Regions from separate parts of the Zea mays genome. Here all the other regions are linked to region 1. Evidence: chromatin contacts called from public Hi-C and HiChIP or PLAC-seq data. All regions are on one chromosome and are shown on one strand. The core of a region is the stretch at or near the end of the contact, and the rest is flanking DNA. Distances in the headings are between cores, read along the strand shown. Region 1 holds the start of LOC107546759. Region 2 holds the start of LOC100280115. Region 3 has its middle 26 kb from the start of LOC118472059.

Region 1 (5,144 bases), core at 1,034-3,533:
TGTGATTGTTCCTGGCCGAAGAGAGGAGTACCAGGTTTGTGCAACATTCTTGACTGCCATAGGGGAGCTGGGGTGGCTTGTAAGACGGGGGCCAAGGTGTAGCCTGCAGTTCTGCTGACAGAGGAGAAACATCATCAAAAGCAAAATTTCCATGATGGAAATCTTCATACCATTCATCCTCATTATAGAAGCCCTCTTGGTGCAGCTCTCTGTGCTGGGGCCTTCGGTTTTGCTCATCTTGAGCAAAGTGATGTACTTCTTCAGTGGCTTCGTCAATCTGTCTTTGTAGGTCAGCTAGCTGAGCCATTGTTTCCTTCTTCTTTTGCACTTGCTGATGAAGCATCTCCATATTCCTGATCTCTTGGTCCAACTCATCCTCCTGGGGCGTTGGACTGGTGGCCTTTCTCTTCTGGCTTCGGGCCTCTCGAAGAGAAAGGGTCTCCTGGTTTGGGTCCAGTGGCTGCAGAGCAGCAGCCCCTGTCGCTGAAGCTTTCTTCGGTGGCATGACGAAGGTCAAATGCTTGCCGAAGGTGGTCGAAAAGGATTCACCGGAGGTGGACGCCAATGTTGGGGACTTGTTCTCAAATGCTTCGGCCTGAGAGAAGGTAAAAGTACAAGCGTGACGCAAAAGCAAATGCCAAGTCAGCGTGAACAGTACGGGAGCACTGTTCATCTATTTATAGGCACGGGACACAGCCCATGTAAAATTACACCCATGCCCTTTACATTTGCTAATAACTCTATAGCAATCCATCGAGGTCTAAATAGCCTTTTCATCTTTAAGTCAGTTTCCTTTTCTGCTATCATGCCGAAGCTCCCCTGCACATAGCTTCGGCTCTGCGTCATCCTTCGTATTCCTTGTACTTCTTCACACTATGGTTTTGATCCAAGTCCGAAGGATCTAAGTCCGAAGGTATCTATTCATGTATTATACTCCAGAAACATTGTTAAATCATGTTTTTGAGGACCTTCGGAAGCCGAAGGCCCCCAACAGTTTGTTTAAGTAAAACTTTAGATTTCGCCAATTCAACCCCCCTCTAGGCGCCTTTCAAGGCTATTCCCAGTGCGTGGTGTCAATGCTCATTTAATATACGCTATGTAGGATAGAAATATGATGTGGCATGTGAGTAAAGAGGGAAGAGAATAAAAGTGATATCGTGAGGGAGATACTACTTAGACACGAGAACATAGGCATTGAAACCTGAACCATCTAAGTGGCCCACAATTCATACTCCTATAGTCTTATACATATCTAGCATTTAATTGTATTGTTACATATCTAGTATTTAATTGTATTGTGGGGACTATAAAGAAACACATGATACTACATATAGGGACAATTATATCTTCTATAGTAAATATGAAATGATAAGTTTGGATATTGTGACATGAAACAATGGTTTGGTAATAGCCGCGAAGGTTATTTCAGAAAACATTGATCTCACATTACGGTTTCTTAAAGATTTTGCGTCAAGAATATACCTAGAAATTAAAGTATTATTGTTTTATCAGAGATAACTGTAATAGTTATTTTATTTGTTTGGCTGTAATGTCGTTATCTTTTATAAACTAAACATATGCTATAAGTTTTTTTTTCGTACTTTATTCTTCCATCGTTATATTAAACATTAGTTCAATATGCCTTATTACCACGAACTACCATCTGCCTTTAAAATCAAAATTACAGAGAGATGATCTTTAAGAATGTATTTGGTTTGAGATTAAAGTGGAATGATGATGTGTGGACGACACCGTCTCCTCGATTTTTTAGCATCACGCCGCCACTAAAAATTAATCCAATGTTTAACTCGTTCCCACGTGACTCTCGTTCAAACAATACAGAAACTGTGACTGCCCCTTCTATTGTACATCCAATCAAACACATCTTAAAATTAGCCTCGATATACCACGTCGGTAGGACGATAGGAGTACCATGCCTTAGAGTTTCGGTACCAAACAGCACCGTAGTAACACGGCGGATGTACGCGCGCCGCACATGCACATTGTACCACTGGCCTGGCTATGGCTTCCAGCCGATCTAAAGGCAAGACGGATAGAGACAGACATGTATTGCAGTTGAAGTGTTTTAAGTAACCGGGCAATTTGATCCTGCAGGGTAGGGCGCGCGCCATGCGCTCACGGACTGGAAACTCTGCCGGCCCTGTGGCGTGTCGGCCCACGCATGTACAGATGTACTACGTAACCACCGCGCGCGATGGGGCACAGGGCACTATATAACTCAGAAGCGCAGTGTGTGCTGGGACACCATCGACGACAGCACAGCTAACCCAATCCCAAATCAATCTTCCATGGCGCCGGCGACCTTGCTACTGGCGAGACTGGCCGTGGCGTGCGCGCTGGCGCTCGGCGCCATGGCGCAGCTGTCGCCGACGTTCTACGACGCGAGCTGCCCCAGCCTGCAGGCCATCGTGCGGGCCGGGATGGCCGCCGCCGTGCAGCAGGAGCCGCGGATGGGGGCCTCCATCCTCCGCCTCTTCTTCCACGACTGCTTCGTCCAGGTAAGCATGCATGTCGTGGCGCCTTGGGCTTGCTGCTGGTCGTCAGTATGCGTCGCGCCGCGCCATCCATCCAACACTCCATTATTATTATTATTATTGCCCATGCAGGGGTGCGACGCGTCCGTGCTCCTCGACGACTCGCCGACGCTGACGGGGGAGAAGAACGCGGGGCCCAACGCCAACTCCCTGCGCGGCTTCGAGGTCATCGACTCCATCAAGTCCCAGGTGGAGGCCGCCTGCCCCGGCACCGTCTCCTGCGCCGACATCCTCGCCCTCGCCGCGCGCGACGGCGTCAACCTGGTCAGTGAGCCATGCATCCTTATCCTTTGTTTGCCTGGTATCGATCATCGCACGGTCGCCCCGACCACTGCTGGCTGGCTGGCGCTACCAGTACAGAGTACTACACCACCTGCCGACACCCCGTGCTGATTGCTGCCACGATGCATGCATGTCCATCCATCAGTCATCAGTAAAAAAAAGAAAGGAAGAAAAAAAAAGCATAGCCATACCCATGCATTGCATGCAACTCGGCTGGATCGGTCCCGTCAAACAAGCTGGTCAGCAACGTGCGGGCCAGCAAGCCTTCACCAACCGTTCTGTCGTCAAACGCTCGCTCGCTCAGCAGTCGTGCATGTGGCTACTGTACGTCGGTAGCTGTTCCGTTTGTCAGTCACCACATATACTCACAGTCACAGTAACAAGTAACACTCGAGATCGACGACAAAGCAGTTGTTTACATTTGGATTTGGTTGCAGTGTAACGTAGGACAGTAGCATTTCACTGACACGATGTATGACAAACACTGCACTGCAATATTAATTAATGCAGCTGAGCGGTCCGACGTGGGCGGTGCAGCTGGGTCGCCGGGACACGCGCACGGCGAGCCAGTCGGCGGCGAACAGCAACCTGCCGTCGCCGTCGTCGAGCGCGGCGGCGCTGGTGTCGGCGTTCGCGTCCAAGGGGCTGGACTCGCGGGACCTGGTGGCGCTGTCGGGCGCGCACACGATCGGCGCGGCGCGGTGCGCCACCTTCCGTTCCCGCGTGTACAACGACACCAACATCAGCGCCGGGTTCGCGGCGAAGCGGAGGCAGATCTGCCAGGCGCAGGCCGGGGCCAGCGACGGCAACCTGGCGCCGCTGGACGCCATGAGCTCCGTCAGGTTCGACAACGGCTACTTCCGCAACCTCGTGGCCCAGTTCGGCCTGCTCCACTCCGACCAGGAGCTCTTCGGCGCCGGTGGCGGCGCCGTCGACTCCATCACGGCGCAGTACGCGCGCAACGGCGCCGCCTTCTCGCGGGACTTCGTCACGGCCGTCCTCAAGATGGGCAGCATCGGCCCGCTCACCGGCTCCAGCGGCGAGATCCGCGCCAACTGCCGGAAGCCCAACTAGACAGACGTCTACGTATACCATAGCATAGACAGACATCAGTGGCAGTGGTCAGTTTCGAGATTCGTGCGACACGGACGGACGGTCTGGATTCCTCGACATGGCCAGCTAAGAGGGCCGTGGCTTTTTGCGTGGAAAGTGTGGAGTGCGTTGGAAGGGAGCGGCGGAGGCGATGATGATTCCGGGCGATTTGGTGGGTGGAGCGCCGCTGTCAGGACTAGTACTCATTTCAGGGGAGAGGGGAGAGCTGGGGGGGGGGGGCCAGCGTGCCGTCACACATCGATCAACCCGCATATGAGACCATTGCTGATTTTCATTCTTTTTTATTTTATTTGGCCGCGTTATTCTTTCTTTTCTCTTTCGTTTCTTTGTGCCACGATTTTAGCCTGTGATGAGTCTGTACGTACACTGGGCGATTCATGATTATTATTCTTTTTTTTTTGTTCAAGAAATGTACACATGCATATCCAATGTGCAACCGATCATGCATGATTAATAATAACTCTCTGGTCAGAACAACATCGATCATGTGCATAAGGAGTAACGAACAACAGGATTGGGCAGGTGCAACCGCGCAAGTGTACGTACGTGCCACGAGCTACCTAGCTAGGAGTAGCATAGTAGCACCATATGCACCATAATAATGGCAGCTGCTTCCTGCACTATTAGACGACGACGGGGCAGGGTGGTGTGCGTGTTGATGCGAGATGTCTATCGCTCGGTCATGACCAAAATCAAACGTGCCATCCGTGACCTTATACCATGTCACACGCGCCGACGACGTACGCAGACGGCCGGCGGTCAGAGAAGCGGCAAACCCTGTGATTAGCAGAGGATCCTCGACTCGCTACGGCGATGTGATTTGCGTACGTGGCTGTCCTTTCTGTAGGCTGTAGCAGCTGGTTTGCCGGACGGACGTCTGGTCAGACAGAACGAGGTGATTACAGCTAGCGACTGAATGGAATAAAAAGGGTGCTTTGGATCGTGATCCATCAGTTCCCTCCGATCCCTTTGTCTAACAACAGCGACGTATACGGCTGGAGATATGAGATCTATGTATGCATGTCCAAGGGTCCGTAATATTATTCACGTAAACAAATTTTCAATTAAAAAAACTCTCAATTCCGGTGTGTAGTTTTGAAGTTTCGAATATTTATAAACATCAAAAGAACAGGCTGCAAGAAGAAACTATATATGCTCCTTTTTGAAACCTAATACATTATGTTAGGGTTGTTT
Region 2 (5,144 bases), core at 1,699-4,198, 220 kb before region 1:
TAGTAGCACCGGCCCCGGCGAAGGACGAGAGGTGTCCTTGACCCGACCCCCTAGACCAATGGGGTTTCACCCTATGTACTAAAATACTAGTACGTATATACAGTATATAGGCATGGATGCTGGTTCTACATAATTTTAAAGGCCCTATCATAAGTGAATAACGAGGCAACAACAAGCAGGGAGCATTAGCCCATCAATTTCGATTTGTATATTCTAGTAGTAATCGTCCATAGTCTCAGGCCCATACACACAGGCTCTTAGCGGGCATCGAGACATTGATGTTTTATCTCCATCTCTTGCGCAGTCACAGGCGACTGTGCCCTGTCCTCTCAGTAGCCAGCGCATGAGCACGACAGCGCTTTCATCCCACTCTGCATCGCAAAACCGAAACCAACATGACCTGATCTGACAACGCATTGCATCCATCTAACCACTATTTTCAGGTAACCTTCTTTTTATTCACCTGGACACATATATATATATGTTGCATTTTTCTACGAGATGTTAGGCTGTATTTTGATTATTTTTATATCTTAGATATTATCGGTGAAAAAGAAAGAGAACTCAAGTATTAGAGAGGCGAGACGTCGATATCACTGTTGATAATACGTTTGTATTGGTTATTTTTTACAGATCAATTGGATTGTCCATAGAACAAATGTTTTTGCATATTACTTATTGCCTAACCTAAATTAGGTTGTTCGACAACTTTCTATGCATACTATTGATTGATTAGATGTGTAAAAACCATATTATATACTTCTTATTTGGTATGAATAACTTGTTTAGATATACATGGGTACAATATATTTATGTATAATACTTATTATTAGAAAGAGCCTCCGTTATAAGCCTTGTCTCGAGCCTTTAAAATGTTAGGACCGACAATAGTCCTTAGTCGAAGATGTTGCGCGAGATATTTCGATCGAAGCATTATTGCATATTGTGATCTTTAGTTGGAGATGTTGTGTGAGATGTTTCGATTGAAGCATTGTTGTATGTAGTGATCGCATGCGGTGGAGACATGTATAAAGGGTAGCGGTGAGACATATTGGAAATGTCTAGGAAAAAAGGAAAAGAAAAAGATTGAAACATTGTTGTATGTAGTGATCGCATGCGGTGGAGACATGCATAAAGGATAGCGGTGAGACATATTGGAAATGTCTAAAAAAGGAAAACGAAAAATAATAAAGAGGGGAAGGCACCGTGTACGTACATGATGCTTGCATGCATGTGAGTCCACAAGTCGTGGGCAGTAGCGGCTTGGTCCAGGCTTGGAGTCGGCGTACCGCGTAGCGCGTACCGCGTACCGCGAGCTCTGGCTGGTGGGCTGCTCCAAGCTAGCGCGGGTGTGGGCTCTGCCCTAAACTGCTGGCGCGTGCGAGGCCCAGTGCGGAGTGGCACGCAGGCCCAAGCGACCCGTCAGGAGCAAGAGGCCCGTATACGAGTGTAATCGGATTACGAGTGGATGTTGCATGTATCATATTTATTTTCATATTTTCTCTTCGGATTCAGATTAGATACATATATTATCGAGTTGTATCACATAAGATTTAAATGGATATCAATATCTTAATTATTCAACTTTAAATATACAGATACGAATATAAATTAGATACGGATCGTATATTAAATACTCGGACTTGAATATAGATAAGATCTTAGCTCTGTTAAATGGATCGAATTCGAATATAGACGCATAATATCCATACCATTACCGCAGCTGGATGGTTGAGTGCAGCCCGCACAGGAGAGTGGCGCTTGTGGGCTGTGGCCACGAAAGAGTACTGGTCGGGTAGAGAGATAGTCATTAGATTAGATCTATTAAGAGATCAAATCTAGATTGTTTTAGATAGATCAAGGGAGAACTCTCTGATTCTTTTGAGGTGCACTTTTGCACACAAATCTTGTTGATTATGCAAGATTAGTACGTTAATATTATTCCTCTCTTTGTTGATCAATTGTGTTTTTGGTTTTGATTATAGATTGAATCTTTGTTTTCAATTATTCTTGATGTTTTGATTCATCTAGATCATTACTATGGTATCTATTTACTGATCTACAAAGTTTGAGATCAATTTTTTATTTCTTAATCTCGAAGTTAGATCTAGATTAGTTTTCGTCATAGTTTTCGTCACTCTCTAGAACAACAATAAGATTGTTTCGTTTATACCTTTAGATCCAAAAGTCCGATCGACGTGGTTTCAGTTGGGCTTGCTTCATAATTTTATCTAGTTTAATCTTTTAGATTTTAGATCGATCGGAGTTATGGATTTGTCTCAGCAACGTTTTTTTTTCCCTAACGTAAAAGCAATTTGTCCAGATTTATAAAAGTGGATCAAATTGGCCTTGTGATTAGGAGGAGGTGGTATAATTATTTTTAAGCTTCCACAACCATTCACCTCTTTGATTGGCTATTCTAGCATCATAGAATCCTACCGAGAACAACTTAAATACAACTCATCTGAACTTGTTGCACTAACAATGATTATAATTACAAAAATACAATTGCAAACACGTAATGGAGAGCGAAAGAGAAGAGAATCAATTTGAAACCACCCTTCGGCTGATTCAAGTGCCCAACCAAGGATGGAGAAACGTTTCTTGCCTGGAACGAACGTTTCATCATTTCTTCATACTCCGTATTTTCGAGAGGATCGGAACCGATATAGCCATATAGGCTTAGCCTAAAAAGAGAGAAAAAAAAAAGAAAAAACTTTCTTGTCTCAAAAAAGGAAGCAGGAAAAATAGAGGCGTCATAGACACCAAGAGCACGTAGACACGGACGGAATTATACGATGTTTAGGGTCAGTTTGGTACCATAAAAACCCATGGGTTTCCTGGCATTTTCTCCAGGAAGAAAGCCCACGCGGACATTTCCCAGGAGTTTTTACTTCTGCGTGTTTGGAAGCGCAAACACTCGATAGACTTTCCTCCAGAGAAACATCTTTTCCGGTCGGAAAAAACCCTGGCATCGGGAGGCCAGGCGTTTCCACGGCGCCGCCAACCTTGCCTTGGAGCATCTCCCTCATCGCCCCGGCTCCCCGCGATGCTAGGCCTAGCCTCGCCGACGCCATCCCCGTGAGCACCTCTGTCGCCGCACCATCGTCGTCTTCAACTCCATCTCCTTCCCCTCACAAGGTCAGCTCCTGTAGCGCCAGCAAGAAACACATCGCGAGCGACACAGTGCGAGCGCCCAAGATTCTCAGGTTACTGCCTCTGCCCCCTCGCCACCAGAAGTAGCTCGCGCGCGGTAGCAGCGTCCAGCCGCTGCCTTGCCTCTGCCCCCTCGCCACCAGAAGCAGCACGCGCGGCAGCAGCGTCCGCCAGCCGCTGCCTTGGAGCCCCGAAACAAATCCGATTTCTTGGTCGCAGATACTGCAGAGGGCGAGAGGTTTGCTTTTGCTCCCTGGGACTCTCAAGGAGCACTCGTTCTAGGGTGAGGTCCTCAGAACATGCTTTTCGTGCGACTCGTGGTCTTGATTCTCTGAGTCAGATCCCCTTCTTTCTTTGTTTATGCTTAATTAATTTACTAGATCTGCCTCGTGCGACGAGAGGAGCTAAGACGAGAGAAAAAGATCAGGAAAAGGATGTGATGATGGATGAACCAATTTATTATGCTTCAGTTTACTTTGTTCGATTTTTTTCCTAATTTTTTAAGTACTGTTTATAGCATCACATATATATATATATATATATATATATATATATATATATATATATATATATATATATATATATATATATATATATATGAATGAATGATGGATAAAGTTCTCATTCAATATAGTAAAATAGTGTTTTTGCTCAAAATGGATATTTTGCCCCTTGGTTCCCAAACAGTGGCCGCCGGGAAAATACACCCAAGAAGGAAAATCCACCCAGAAAATTTAGTGGCATCTAAATTCCCGTTGATGGATATCTTCCCTGGGATTTTTCCCACGTTGCTGCCAAACTAGCCCTTAACCAATCCATAATCGACACATGGAGAACTTCCTTGACCAACCATGTGAAGGTGAAGCGTAACCTTTCTCTTAAAAAAGAAGCTTTCGACAAAGAAATCTAAACATATACGTATTTGATACATCTGATTTTTACACGGTTTTTATGACATATTTGTTTGGGCACTAAGAAGGTGTTTAGAAGCAAAGTATTTTTAATACCATGGTTTTGGGATATTGTGGTTTTAAGACCCTGTTTGTTTGGGATTATAATCTATGTAGATTATATAATCCAATGTAAATAAGTTAGTGAGGAAACAAACAAGCAACTTATCTGATAGGATTATATAATCTAGCACTTGAGATTATGATAATCCTATAAGCTCATCAAAGGGTGCTTATTTCAGCTTATTTTTTATGAAAGACCCACTACCCATGGCAAGTTGATTAAAATTACTTCCAATTGCCATCCACCTGTTCATAGACGTTCTCACCCACCAGACAAGTAAAACATTCAAGGGTATTATTGTATTTGTATGCATATGAATAATAAGCCAAGTCCAAATAATCTGAGCTAACAAAAAACAACATCTAACTTATTTAATCCAGAGCAAATAATCCAGATTATATAATCTAAATTATAATTTAGATTATATAATCTATAAGTTAAAACAAACAGGGCCTAAGTTAGCTGATTGGATTAAAAAATGTGTACCCTATTCCTATCAAATGCTAATGCGAGATAGGTTCCAGAGCAAGGCTAGAAAAAAAGCTCAAGCTCGACGAGCCGGCACGGACTCGCAGTGGCTCGGCTCGGCTTAGAGCAGCCCGATGCTTAGAACGAGCCCGAGCCGAGTCTGTTTTGTTGGCTCGAGAAAAGAGCGAGCCAACTCGACTCGGCTCGCTGCGGCTCGTGGCTCGACCCAACAACAATTTGTTATATAAAATGTTAATTAGCATAGTTTGCTGGTACTAAATAAACGATTAGTTTATGTTTTTTTTGAAATTATGGTACAAAATTAACCTATTTCTATATTATATTAGTATTATATTTATTTTACTAATAAAAAATATGTTACTTAAATTATTTTTAAGATTTTATATTATTTTGGAGAGCAAATTCATGTTTATGGTCAGACTCGTTGGCTTGGAGAGCCGGCTCGTGAGCCGAGCCAACTTTTCAGGCTCGCTAGAGGAGCGAGC
Region 3 (5,144 bases), core at 1,481-3,980, 190 kb before region 1:
GGTTTCATCAGGTAAATGGCCGAATTGGCTCTTCCAACTATGGAGACTTCTGTAGAGGGATAAAATTTCTTACTGCCAGTAGAATTTCATGATTTTTGGTTGAGTGGTTTATGAGATGTCGAATTTTGAAGTTAACTACGCTGCTGTCTGAAATAGATTCAGTCAGTTATCTTGTCAGATGTTTTAGAACTTATAGATGGCAGAATTTAATTATCCATTGAATACCGAAGTTGTAGGTATTTTGTGTAGATACTCCTAGATTATTTGTTTGATATCACCACTATTATAATTTTAAAGATACAAAATTAACAAACATCGCTGCTGCTGTATGGCATGTGGTTCAGGGTGGGAGGCTTTCCACCAGGTCTTGGTTTCAAGTGTAGGAGCGATTTGTTGAATGTTGGCAAATGTTTGTGAAATATTTGTACTAAGTTTTATGCCCGCTAGCAGGTGGCTACACGCCAGATCATGCATAGTACATTTCTTCTTCTTCGATGAAGGCAAGTGAGTGTAGCGGTGGTTGCTTCCGTTCTGACCTGTTATTTCTATGCCTACACTCTAATATTCAGAAGTATTGGATTCTTTCATAATTGGACTCTATGGTGATGCTTTACTTGCTTGCATTATACTGATGCTCAACCATATATTGATGATGATTATGATTTGAGTATGACCCATGAGATTAATTCACACCCCTGAAGGTAAATGAAGTATTATTTGTGGTTGGTATTGTATCTAAAGGTAAATGAAGTATTATTTGAGGTTGTATTGTATGTGAAGGAAGTGAAGTATATTGATAAATGCAGCATGCCATATATATTGCATTATTCACTTGCATCTGAAGTTGGGTCGTGACCTATGGTCCGACCGTACCGGTACAACTTAGCATCATACGTTGCCCGAGGAGGGGTACGATGCGGCTTCATACCCTTAGAGGTATGAAGGCATTGCATTCGTATGCATTCATTGAAGTGATATTTGCAGATGATGTGGTTTTATACCCTCAGAGGTATGAAGACAGAGTACCTACACTTTGCATTCCTATGCATACATTGAAGTGATATTTGCAGGTTTTGTTGACGCAGGGAAGTGTTATAGAATATATTGTGGTTGTTCGAGGAAATGAGATGGTATTGGTTATATTGGGACTACTGAGTTCTATATCTACAAGTATTTCTTATCTTAATTGTGATTTTTTAAAATGTTGATTAATTCAATTTGTGGTTTAAATATCTCGTCAAAACAATTCGCTTGCTGAGATGTTTCATCTCACTCTTACATTACTCAATGCAGATGCAATCTTGATCCCTCCATGCTTGATAATCTTCTGATGGCGATCCACCATGAATTGTGATAAGAATATCTCTTTCGCCTCCTCATGAACCTTGGTGAGTTGGCGGCGTGTGTCCTTTTCCACTTGGCTCATGAGATCCTGATATCGATGTTGCTCGTTGGCCGACAGACTCTCAACAGTTGCCTTGGCTAGCGTCGGTGCCATATTTAGAACAGACCTTTGCGCACGATTATAATAGATCTAGAATGCGCTTGCGCTTGTCCCTAGCGGAGTCGCCAAAAGGTGTGTTGGCTCTAATTTATGGGCAGACGCTAGGGATGAACCACCTAATGGTGCTCTCTGCAGGAGCACAGACGGTCCGTGACCGAGGGCTGGACTGTCCACGACCACGCTGCAGGAGCTGCTCCTTCTCTACCTGGGACTAAACGGTCCGCGATGGAGTAGAGTCTTCTTCACATAAACCTAGATCTCGCCTCCTGGGAGGGACTCCATCGGGGAGGAGAGATCTTAGGATTGACTTGGGATCGGTAGACCACCCAAGACAACTCTAGACGATGTCGAGCTGAAGAGAGGTGAATGCAAATAAGATAAATATGGTAAATTAGTTTGGTTGGATCGATTGTGGGGGCATGAACCAGTCGTACCCCTTCGTTTATACAAGGGGAAGGTCTGGACACGTTATAAGTTAGTTCCCAAGCAAAATCCTGTCGAGTTTGCTAACAAATCATGCAAGAAATCAGAAACCTAAACTGATTCTATTCTCGCGCGAGCCGTCCGCGCCGCCACGACGGACAGTGCGGACCGTAGACCTTGGCTGCCTTTTTTAATGCTCAACACATAGTTTTATAATTAGATTACATTTAATACTGTTAACTAGCATCCAAACATCCTATGTGGCGAAACTAAAATTTAGCGTTTTGATCGATTTTCGTGTAGCTGAAGGTGACCTGGATTTATTGCTGGGTCCTATCATGACACACATCAACCAAATAGGTCTGTAATGCTCATGTGGATAGACCATTTGACCCCGGAAAAGGATTAGCACACGCTTATCCTCTTTCGCATGCTTCCCTGGATATGTTTGTAGGGTGCAATTGCAAAAGGAAAAGGCGGTAAAGCGCTGGAGATGCTGTTCATGATTAACGCAGCTAGCGCTCCTCTGATAGCCGCAGCTTGATTGATTATTCACAACAACAACAACAACAGGTCACATGACAATGGGAGGAGGTTGATAGCGCCAGCCCAACCAGAGGCCAGGCCATGAAACCAGCTGCGAGACGACCCAAAGCCAAATCATTTGCTGGTGGATGTGATCGCAGAGAGGCACGGTACGATCCCTTCGTTGCCGCTGGGCTGGACGCTGGTCTGGTCAGCACTGGCTTTCGTCGGCTGTCTCTGCTACTCACATGTGTGCAGCTAGCCTCTCCAAAAGCGTGTGTTTGGAGTAGGGCAGTCGGCGGCAGTGTAGGACAGAGACACCTGTGTGCGGCTGTGCCTACGTACGACGTACCTAACCACTCAATTGCAAACAGAATTATATATAAGAGTGTGCTGGTTCTGTCGATGCTTTTGCAAAGCCACGAGGATATTCGTCTAACCTGCCGGCAAGTGGTAACGACGACACATCAGTGTACTAAGGCACGCTGAACCTAAATACTGCCAAACTACTAGCACATATGAGATATAGAGAGAAGCCTCTCCAAACCCCCAACTATGCTGCTCTACCTCTCACTCTTTTTATAGCTCATGAGAGAAGAGAGTGGTATATACCTGCCGGGTACTAAGGACCTGTTTGTTTCAGCTTATAGATTATATAATCTGGATTATAAGCTAAATTATATAATTCAGATTATAATCTAGATATATTATAATTTATATGTAGTTGTTTGATAGTTTAGATTATACAAATGTAGATTATTCACAAAGACAACAATACCCTTGTTTGTTTATTTAAGATGAGAAAAGAAGGATGGCATATATTGTAATTTCTATTTACATAACCATGGGTAGTGGGTCTTTTGCCAAAATAATCTCAAATAAGCTACTCTTGAGTAGATTATGAGATTATCATAATCTAGGTTTAGATTATATAATCTGAACTCATAATGTAGTTGTTTGTTTACCTAATGAATTATTTACGCTAGATTATATAATCTGGAGAGATTATAATTTGAAACAAACAAGGTCTAAGCCTTGCCCAATATAGGCTCAACTATCTTCTCTCGAACATAGAGTCATACACGGTGCATATATTGGCATTGCCACAATATTGAGAGTGGTAGGCTCTAGAGACCATATGTCGTTGGGGTATGACAGTTGGTAATCAGTACAACTGCTGGTACTTTATAATGTGTACAAATACATTAGTATGTTCACTTGTGTCTATAAGGGCAATAGCACGCACTGCGCAAAGGCCTTGGGTAGGCCTATTGCCCATTGTTTTATCTCTAGGAATGGTCACACGCCTTGCACAATGGCCTTGGGTATGCATGTGGCCTATGTCATGGCCACAATGCACCTCCTTACTGTAATGTTGTCTATCACATTTAATATGATGGAGAGAAGCCTTATCTTGACACCTAGGTACCAGGTGGTTGTCTAGGTAGGGGCACTCATGGTACATGGGCTATACTATGGTAAATATGTACCACATGATCCCAGGAGTATAGCAAAACAAAACATCTGAACAGAGCACCAATTAGCATCCCAAAGAGGGTATGGTACAAGATATAATATTTCTTACAAGTGAATAAGTTTTGATTTGTTATGGTTTTTGATATAACTAATACTCGGATTGTAAGTCGATTAGGTATATAGCTCATAACCGACATGTAGCTGTAGCCCCTCCATGTATAAAGAGATCTAGGAACCTTTCATAGGGAGAGGAGATGGAGGCCGCCCAAGATACTTGAACAGATCTGTCGGTGGGAAGAATTCCACCGGCCGGGTGGCGGAACGCACCCGCCCTAAATCCTAAGATGAGGAGGGGCCTAAGCGGTTTGCGTGTCCGTTGGAAGGTGGATGAACACGAGGACACGAGGGTTTAGAGTGGTTTAGGCCACTGGAGCGTAATACCCTACTCCACTGTGTGTATGCTGTATTGAGTCTGAGAGTCTGTGTGAACTTGTCCTGTAACGCTGTGTGCCTTCCCTTTTATAGTTTAAGGTAGCCACATACAAGGATACTGAGCCCCGACATGCGGGCCCAGGAGCATAATAGAGAAAATACATATGTGAGTAACTAATGCTAGTAACGCCTGAGCAATCACCGGGAGTCTTGATGTCCGCAATCCATGCTGCATTGATGGACAGTTACTGCACGAGTAATGCGGGAGTAATGGTGAGTAACTGCGTGGCCCACATATTATGGACTGAGTTCTGCCCGTTGGCTTATGTCGCGCGCAGTATGCCATGTGGTAGTATCGGGTCTCCGCCTGAGCGGGGAGCAGGAGTGTATGCGGGTAGGTCCGGAGCACACCAGAGCAGGTCTGGACACGTGTCAGCTCCGGACCCCCGCCTGGGCCTTAAGTAAGGTCTTGGGACCTCACTGTGGGCGGTCCGGACCCCATACGGGAGGGTTGGTCCGGATCCCATTCTAGAGGTCCGGTCCGTACACGTGGAGGTCCCGGACCAGCTTGGAGGTCCGGACTGTATATCCAGGGATCCGACACTTTCCCATGGGGGTCCGGACTCACTATTGACGCCTTGTAGTATATCACTTTCTTCGGCCACGTGGCGGTCCCGGGGCCGCCCACGTGGTGGGGCCTTGTGATGTTGCTGGCCCAGAGTAATCACCCGAGGCTGGGGCGAGTCGTGGTCTGGTCCCATGTACAGCTCCTTTACCACGCGAC

What was found. A called contact is a pair of places that touch in the nucleus more often than the background predicts. HiChIP or PLAC-seq counts read pairs in DNA pulled down with a chosen protein or histone mark.
Region 2: an H3K4me3 HiChIP or PLAC-seq map of leaf shows a contact between it and region 1, with 7 times the contacts expected there. The contact joins the promoter of LOC100280115 here to the promoter of LOC107546759 in region 1. A contact is called at or near these places in 9 of 25 Hi-C or Micro-C datasets (bundle sheath, ear, endosperm and 3 more) and 1 of 3 datasets of contacts at active chromatin or transcription factors (leaf).
Region 3: a contact with region 1 is called in a Hi-C map of ear, with 2.8 times the contacts expected there. The contact joins the enhancer-like site here to the promoter of LOC107546759 in region 1. A contact is called at or near these places in 3 of 25 Hi-C or Micro-C datasets (ear and endosperm).

What each region holds. Positions count from the first base shown.
Region 1 is chr5:148,318,110-148,323,253 of Zm-B73-REFERENCE-NAM-5.0, reverse strand. LOC107546759 reads left to right here and starts at 2,283. Exons shown (of 3, transcript NM_001322792.2): 1 at 2,283-2,519; 2 at 2,628-2,819; 3 at 3,348-4,160. The coding sequence starts at 2,310. The coding sequence ends at 3,911.
Region 2 is chr5:148,538,205-148,543,348 of Zm-B73-REFERENCE-NAM-5.0, reverse strand. It overlaps LOC100280115, which reads left to right and starts at 2,948. Exons shown (of 1, transcript NM_001397554.1): 1 at 2,948-3,813. The coding sequence starts at 3,603. The coding sequence ends at 3,761.
Region 3 is chr5:148,507,812-148,512,955 of Zm-B73-REFERENCE-NAM-5.0, reverse strand. No RefSeq gene overlaps it. Among protein-coding and RNA genes, the nearest start is that of LOC118472059, 26 kb to the left of the region's middle. Within about 2 kb of position 2,730, at least 12 of the 20 cell types and tissues checked have an H3K27ac peak or open chromatin away from gene starts, as enhancers often do. A contact at or near this core is called in ear, where this site is marked.